2 separate regions of the Mus musculus genome follow, and region 2 is linked to region 1. The links are chromatin contacts, called in public HiChIP or PLAC-seq maps. All regions are on one chromosome and are shown on one strand. The core of a region is the stretch at or near the end of the contact, and the rest is flanking DNA. Distances in the headings are between cores, read along the strand shown.

What was found. HiChIP or PLAC-seq counts read pairs in DNA pulled down with a chosen protein or histone mark.
Region 2: an HNF4G HiChIP or PLAC-seq map of pancreatic cancer cells shows a contact between it and region 1. The contact joins the promoter of Rab12 here to the enhancer-like site in region 1. A contact is called at or near these places in 1 of 15 datasets of contacts at CTCF or cohesin (the NIH/3T3 cell line), 1 of 484 Hi-C or Micro-C datasets (nephron progenitors) and 3 of 115 datasets of contacts at active chromatin or transcription factors (embryonic stem cells, large pre-B cells and pancreatic cancer cells).

What each region holds. Positions count from the first base shown.
Region 1 is chr17:66,350,415-66,354,603 of GRCm38.p6, forward strand. Mtcl1 (microtubule crosslinking factor 1) reads right to left here. Exons shown (of 14, transcript NM_172963.4): 10 at 3,709-3,963. Among named protein-coding and RNA genes, the nearest start is that of Mtcl1, 97 kb to the right of the region's middle. Within about 2 kb of position 2,052, at least 88 of the 459 cell types and tissues checked have an H3K27ac peak or open chromatin away from gene starts, as enhancers often do. A contact at or near this core is called in the NIH/3T3 cell line and pancreatic cancer cells, where this site is marked.
Region 2 is chr17:66,517,641-66,521,829 of GRCm38.p6, forward strand. Rab12 (RAB12, member RAS oncogene family) reads right to left here and starts at 2,030. Exons shown (of 6, transcript NM_024448.2): 1 at 1,708-2,030. The coding sequence starts at 1,930. It overlaps Gm41608 (a long non-coding RNA gene), which reads left to right. Exons shown (of 3, transcript XR_876914.3): 1 at 1-1,305.

The DNA of each region.
Region 1 (4,189 bases), core at 802-3,301:
GCCAAAGCGGCCAGAGCTGGCAGTCCCTGCTGCTGAGATGCCTGCGTGCTGCTGTAATGGTATCATGGGTCCTTTAGTGGGTAGGGTTTTCCAGGGCTGAGTACCTATTGTACTTTCAACCTATGGCAGAACAACAGTTAATACAAACAGAACATTTAACAGGTTCTATGCCGAATGATTAAGGACAGCAAAATCTCAAGACTGTCACCTCACAATCGGGTGAGAAGAAGGTCACCCCTTGAACAGGTTTTAGAGGGTGAGCCGGCTGCTCAGGTTCTGAAGGTAGCTGACTTAGCTCCCTAAGTACATGAATAGATACGCTCTGTGGCTGAGACCTGGGAGCTGATGGGCCCTATGGGGAGATCTAGTGTGACTACATAAACGCTAACTACCCCCCAGTCAAAAGTGAATTGAGATGAGAGTTCTTCTGCTAGGATAGATGAGGCACGCTGAGTGACCCTAGCCACGTTCTGACAGATGTTCGTCATAAGCACCGCCTCACGCGGTGTAGAAATTATTCGGGAGTTTAACGACACTGGAAAAGCATGAAGCATATGTTCTGCAAGTGGAAAATGGATTTAGTGCCACTTCTTTGTCCATATCAAGTTATCACAGCCAAGGTTATACGGCTTCCCAAGGAGTCAGATATCAAGTGGGAGCTGTGAGGGATATTCAGTTACATATTGGCTTCATCTATGGAATGTACAGCTAGACATTAAACCAGCAAGCAACTGGGGGAGCCATGAAACCAGTGCGTGCTTCCACTTGTACATAGATCTCTGTAGGCTCTCACCTGAGCCGACGTCCTCCTTCAGATAATACTTATGGCTACTGTATGAATTTTCAAATAGGGCATTGAAATTACAAAACCCTTGAAGATGCTGAGTACTTTGATGGAAATTAGATCCATTTCTGAGAGCCGCATCTCTATGTGTGCAGCATCCTTTCATCATGGGCCCCTCTGATAAACAGGGAAATCCTGCCCAGATGCTGGGGTCTACAGAACAGGTGTGAGGGACGGCCAGGCGGACGCTACAACACCTAAGACACAGAAATGAAGCTCAGCTCTTGGTCCTTGTTATCACCCCCCCAAAATAGTCTCAAAGTGAGGTGGACAGCTCAGCCCCAGGTCACTTCAGATACTGAGTGTCATCAGATGTGTCTGGCCAAGGTTTTCTTTGCTAGAAATTCCTCATTCCCCAAAGAAAAACAAAAGCCTGAGATGCCCGCCGAATTCATGGCAAGTGTGACTTTCAAAGCTGAAGAGGCCTGGGACAGGATCAACAAGCAGCAATGACTAGACAAGGGGATCCTCAAAGGCCCATGACAGGGAACATGATGGCCTCACTGGGGTAGAGCAGGGACACCCAAGGTGAGCACTGCAAAGCGGTGGCTGGGAATGAAGGCCCCTAGGGCCAGGCTGCTGCGGGTTACCTGTTGTTTTCTGAGAGATGAAACACGGCCTCTCAGAGGGAATAGAAAGCTTCAAGCGACACACAAGGTCCAGGAAGCACAGGGAATGAGAAGAGCCACTGAGAGTCTTCCCCCAAAGTTACATAAACACTAACAGTTGGGGAATAAGAAGGCCCCAGTTGGCTGAGCTGTCTGCAGTTTGTGTACCATAGGTACGTACGACCTCACAAATCACGTGCTGCGGTGGGGCTTTTCAGTGAGGTACCCTCCTGCTAGCCACCAGGCTCCTATAAGTAATCCCTCATCCATGGTCCTGTAAGTACCCCAAATAAGCCCAATGGTTTGCTAAACTAGATTTGGGTTGGAATTATCCCTTGATCTGTATTCAGAACTCCATCTGGGGCAGAGACATCTGTTCATGTCTCCTAAGAAAAAGTCAAGTTGGGTGTGATAAATTGGTGTTTATTTTATAAGAATACATGCTACTGTTAGCTCCGAATTTCCGCCTTGAGGCAGACCCACTCAACAGAGCACAGATGCGAGGCACAATCTGGCAGGTCCTTCACAGGGCTGTATTTCCAAACCAAACAGGAAGCGGTGACTTTCCTCTTGGTAGTATTTGGAGAATTTTGAAGTGGAGCCATATCAAATATTAGCAAGGTGACTCACTGGTGATCAGCGGGGACAGCCTCCGCTCCTTCAGTCTGTAGTGCTCTTTCTCCTTCCCTTTCTACTGTTTCTGAGTCAAAGGTTCTGGGTCATTTCTAAGTCACTTAGTGCTTCCTGGGTCCCATTTAAAATTTCCATGCAAATTTAAACTCAAATTCACCTCCATTAAACTTTAGCATAGGAACCGTGCCGTAGCTAAGCATACTTAGCAGAGCATACTTTTCAAAAGGTCCTCTTATTAGCACGGGCTGAGTGAGTACTTATAATGGAGTCATGATCCCCTTTATCCGAGTTACTGTTTCTAACTGACTGATATCTCTTGAGGCTTTTCGCATTTATAAGAATGATGGATTGAAAGAAGCAAGGTTATCTGTGGGCTGAGAAATCTAGCCACTGAGGAATTCTAAAACCTCCGCTCAGTGTGACGTGAAAACCTGAATTTCTCACATCGCTCCGGGCCTACTGCAGCTACTTCAGCTGCACCAACCGTGCGCAATGCGGAGAGCAATCATTCAGGCTGCGGGAAAGCAACTCCCTCTGCTCTCCCCACATCCGTCTGAGTTTGTTTACCGGAAGATGATGAGCTACCAGATAACTCCCTTGGTTCTGGTCCTATCTAATCACGGCTCAGCAATACCCACAGCAGGAGCAATCACCAGCAGACAGTGGCTTCTAACTCGGTTTGGTAATTACTTCGCTAATGGTAACAATTCCGTTCAGGCTGCAGCCATCTCCGCGGCTTCCGTAGCCATCTTAAGAGAGTACTCTGGGGAAAAATTCCCTGAAGGCAACCTGAAATAACTTCCCCTTTCAAGTTTAATCTCCAAATCCCTTTAAAAGGTCACTCCCCAGCCCCTGCACATGCATACAAAGAAAAGTCTACTACCATCTCTGCAATGAAAGGTGTGTGTGCTGTTAGGGTGTAATGAATAACCTTAATTGCTAACCTCACTGGATTGAGAAATACCTACATTACGTAATACTGACCTGGGAGTGTCCACGGTGGCCTTTCAACTAATTACATCCTTGGGGCTCTGACCTAATGAATGAATGAATGAATTCCTAGGCAAATTCATAGTTGATGGTATTACTGGGAGGTGGTGGAAGGTAAGAGGTGGGGTCCTGCTGGATGAAGCAGGTCCGTGGGGCCGTGGCCTTGTCCTGTCCTTCTTCTCGACTGCTCTGTGTGCTTCCTGTCCACCATGAGATGAAGGCCCTCCTCTGTCCTGCGCTTTAACCACCACATACGGTCCAAGCCCAGCACCAAGCAACCATCAACTGACCCAAAGCTGATCACATCCTTGTTTTCATGGGTCTTCAGGGCACAACTACACAAAAGTAATACATGGATCCCAGGACCAAGATCTCTACTGTGGGAGGCATTGCATTTCTCACTCTTCCTCTGGATTCTCTCAATAGAATGCAGATGACAGCAACAATCTCCTTTCTTTATGTTACTGGGCTGAGAACTATCTATGAGCTGCGCTGTGCTCTGGGGCTGTGCAGTGCTCTGGGGCCGCGGTGCACTCTGGGGCTGTGCTGTGCTCTGGGGCCGCGGTGCACTCTGGGGCTGTGCTGTGCTCTGGGGCTGCGGTGCACTCTGGGCTGCTGCTGCAGCACACCTACCTGCTCCACCCGCCACAGGAGCTCCTCCTTCTGTCGCCCCCACTCCTGCCGCTCGCTGTCCAGACGCTCCAGCAGCTCCACCTTCTCCCGGTTCCAGTTCTTCTCTCGGTGATGGATCTGCCAGCGCAGGTCCATCACCAGGCTGTGGCTGTCAGCCAGCAGTTTCTGGTGCACCTCTCTCTCCTTCTTCAAGGCCCCTTTGCCCTCAGCAGAGGAGTCCAGCTCGCCCAAGCTTTTCTCAGTCTTCTCTTCCAGCTGCCAAGAAGAAAAGACATAGGAACACCCTTTCTGGAAGTCCAGCATTGGAAGGGGAAAGACAGCTCAGTTATCGACACAGGCTTGCAGGATACATCCGTAAGCCAAGCTGAACAGATCCTGTAGATTTTTAAGGCCAGAAATAAGAATATTGAATGTGAAATCTCTAGATTGTTGAGCGCAGTTCTTACAGACTCCTTATTAGCCCCACCGCCCAGTCTAAGCC
Region 2 (4,189 bases), core at 780-3,279, 170 kb after region 1:
GATCCACTTCTATGAGCCCTAGGAAAACTTCCTAGAATGTGGGTGTGCTGTCATAAAGGCCAGCTCTCCCCACCCCAGTCCGTCACCTCGAGCCTTCCGAGTGCTGCAGTCCTATTTCCCTTCTATATTAAATATAACCATTAGCTTTCATTTCTGCATATGTAAGTGTGGGGCCATAAACGACTGGTAATTCTCAACTGCATTCAAGCCTACTGCACTTATGTCAGAAACAAACAAAACAATATAAGCCTCATTTCCTGGTTAATAACTCCCTGTATACTCTTAGGATCCAAGATTGGATATTTGCAGTGGGTATAATTACGTTACTGAGTTCTAATAACACATCCCCAAGACAAACATTTAAAAAACAAACAGGGTAGAAGGAGCATAAATATTTCCAAAATGGTCTGTTAAAAAAAAAAAAAAAAAGGCATGAAGGGGCATAATCAAAAAGGAAATTTAAGTCAGTGTGAAAACTGGAGGTTTAATTTTCCGGTCTAAGTACTTAGAACCGTGGTAGTTTTGTTACCCGGCAACTTACCAATTACGACCTAAAGAGAGTCCCTGAAATTCTCTACAGAATTCTCATCTCAAAACGGGAACCATCAATGGTTACAACGGAAAATATGTGCACCAGTGTTTAGCTTTTCAAACCTCCAAGCTGAGATTTTGTTTGTTTTGAGACAGGGTCTCTCTGCATAGCCCTGGCTGTCCTGGAACTCACTGTGTAGACAGACCAGGCTGGCCTCGAAATCAGAGATCCACCTTCCTCTCCTTGGGGCTAGGATTCAGGGAGAACGCTAGATTTTTTGTCACTCTGTCCAGTCCCTCCTGCTCACCCCCTTTTTCTATAAGCCACCCCAAATGAGAGTTTTCCAGGTAGCTTTTCCATGGTCACAACTGTTTCCCATAACCCCAACAAACCTCTATGTCAAGCCCTGTCAATCCAGTGTCACTAAAAACATTCCCTTGCAGTTTCAAACCCAGATCCCGAGGAAGGTAACAGGAGCGTTACCTATGGATTTCCCGGTAATTCACCGACCTCGGGTGGGTGCCGGGAAATCGCCCTTACTTTGCCCGCCTATCCACCCGGTTATTTGAGGTCAAGGATAAACACAGCTGAAATCCCTTTGCCCTACATTTGTGCACAGAACAAGAAAGAAACCCGAGTGTAGCTTTAGCGCGAACTGTCTCTGCAACAAACTTCTTTTCTGTAAACCACGAAAATAGACAGAAAATGAGAAAGCAAACCTTGGTCCATCCCTCCAGCCTGCAAAGCTGCGAGGTCCGGACCCATTTAAGATGGTGAGTAACCCCGGGGCACTGCACTGGTGGGTGGCCTTCAGCTCTACTTTCGGTTCACAAAGCCGTTTTCCTGGGTGAGCAGGAGTAACGGACCGGGAGTTTCCGCGGATGCATCACCCGGACCTCATGACTGGTGAAGGCTCCGGGAGGGAATGTTTGGGCTTCGGGGGTCCGACACCCGCGGAAAGGCCACGGAAAAGCTCGGTCTGGCCACAAGAGAGGGTCGGGCTTCCACGGAGACCTGGGCTGTGCGCGGCTCGGATGCCAGATGTGCCCACGGCGGGTATGCCCGGGCATCCGTAGGATGATTCGTTGAGGCCCTGGGAGAGGGTCAGAGCTTCCATGGGGACAGGGACCGGGCCCCGACCTCCCCCAGGCCCACCCGCCACAGGCCCGGCGTACCCACGGTGGACTTGCAGGCCTCGCAGAACGTGTCGTCGGTGAAGCGCTCCATCAGGCTGGTCTTGCCCACGCCGCGGGAGCCGATGATGATGACCTGCAGCTTGAAGTCGGCCGGCCTGGGGGGCTGCTTCCTCCGGCGGGCCTGGCCGCCCGACAGCGCCGGGGAGACCGCGCCCAGGCTGCCGCCCGCGGGCCGCCGGTGCAGCGCGGCGCTGGGATCCATGCACGCATACGGCTCGCGCTCGGGCCGCCGTCCGCGCGCCCCGGGCCCCCGCGCACCCTCCACCCGCTCCGCGCTACCGCCGCCGCCGCCGCCGCCGGGAGTAGAGGAAGGGAAGCAGCTTCTCCGCAGCAGCGGTAGCAGCATCCCGGACCGGGAGGGGCAGGAAGCGCAGGCGCGGCGCCACGCGGGACTGGAGCCCGCCCCCTGTCGGTCGGAGGACCGAGCCGTGCGCTCCGCTCCGTGGGGTGTATGTTATGTGTGGGTCGCTCTCCGTCACCCCTGTTCCCTCGGCCCTCCCCACTCGGCGCACTTTCACTCGTGGTTTATCCTCATCGTGCACCGTTCCCAAGAACCACACACTTCTTTTTAGCAGCCCGTCCCAAACGTGTCTCAAAGTGCATATAGCCTGTGATCATCTTCCAGAATTTAGGGTGTTTGGGTGCTGGGGGTCTCGGTCTGGCCCACGCGGGGTTAGGGTGTGAACGCCACTTTGGAGGAAGCCCACGTACCCTGGCAGGGCCGCACCTCTGCGTGCACTTTTCCTGTGGGGCCCCGAGGAATCAGCTATCTTAAATGGATCTTAAAAGTCTTCCTCAGACTTACAGTTCGTAAAATTCAGTGAGTGACATGCACCTTAGGGGAAGCCAGCAGGTAAAAACTCAGATGACAAGCGACCTAAACTCCGAAGGTTTAGGTACTGACTTGGGTGTGTTATTTTGCCATTTCTACTTGAAAGTATTTACGGCTACAGAAGCTTGCCAGGGATTTATTTAGCAAATTCCTTTGCGTGAACTTGAGCACCTCGGAACACAGGGTTCTAAACATGATAGGAGCTGGCATGCTTGCGAAGAATGATCACATTACTCACCAAATTTCAGCCGTATTTAGAGCTAAGTTTACTAATACATAGCGCATGCGTTTGTTTTGCCATGGATGCACAGTTGAAGAAATCACATTATTTTGCAAAAGTAATCCCAATTGGATTTTTAAAAATGTTATAGCCTATTCTAAATTATCGTTCTTTTTTTCTTGGCGGTACTGGGGATGGAACCTAGAGGCTCACATGGGAATGAATGAAAAGACTCTTTTCATCTATCACTGTTGCAAAAACGTCAATACAAAAGAACAACAAAACAATAAGCCATACACCCTGTTGCAGACTCCAAAGGATGATATAAATGCAAGGTATTCAACTGTTCCTAGTAGGCAGGTGACTCTGCATAACTTGTAAGGTTAAAGACCCTGGCATCCAAAATAGTATCTCTTCCCCCATAGGCAGGTCTATAATGTACCAGAATAGTGGATGTCTTAAATGGGGGAGTTTGGAAAGAAATCCACAGGACTCGGGTTCCATGCTTGTTTGCGTCTTTAAGCCAATTATCAAGGTTACTCCAGGATGCTTCAGCACTTTGGCACATACCAGAAAGCCAGTATTACAGGGACGAATGAATGAATGAATGTGAACAAAGTCATCACAGATAACTATATAAAGAAAGGTGGCTGACTTTGTGCTCGTTCTTAAGCCCCAGACTGTGTAATAAAAGGGGTGCTCTCATATCCTGCCTTACAATTATTCCCCCATCATGCCAAAGGGCCTCCAGTTGATAGTACTTTAGCTCACATGGAAAAAGCCTGATCCAGAAGAGTGAGAACAGAACCCAGGGGCTCCCCTGTAGAAAAGGTAGAAGCTGAAGAAGAAACTCTAGGGAGGTCCGAGAGATCGGGAGACAGCACAACCATGGAAAACAAGGGTTTGTATTTCACAAAGTGGGGAATTATCAAAAGACCCTCTGGTTGTACCATTTGTACTTTGGTGAATACTTTTAAAATATATTTATTTTAATAGACAGATATAGCTATGCATACTAACAGAGAACCATGGCGGTACCATTTTGATGCATACACCATTAATATTTAAATAATATTTAAATCAGATCTAATTAAAATAATTAAACATATATCATGGGACATTTGTTCTATCTTCATGGTAAAAACACTGAAAGTCCTTGACTTTAGCTTTTGAAATGAATAGTATACTGCCACCTATAACCAATGTACTGTGCAATGATATGTCAGGGACTTTCAGCTCTGGCCATACTATTAATATGACTTTGTACTCATTGATCAACCTCTGTTGTCCCCCAGCTCTGCTGTCCCAGCTCTATACTATGCCCTTCTATGAGGTGAAGGTTATTTTGGAATCCACGTATGAGTAAGATTGTATGGCGCTTATCTTTCTGTATCTGGTTTATTTCATTG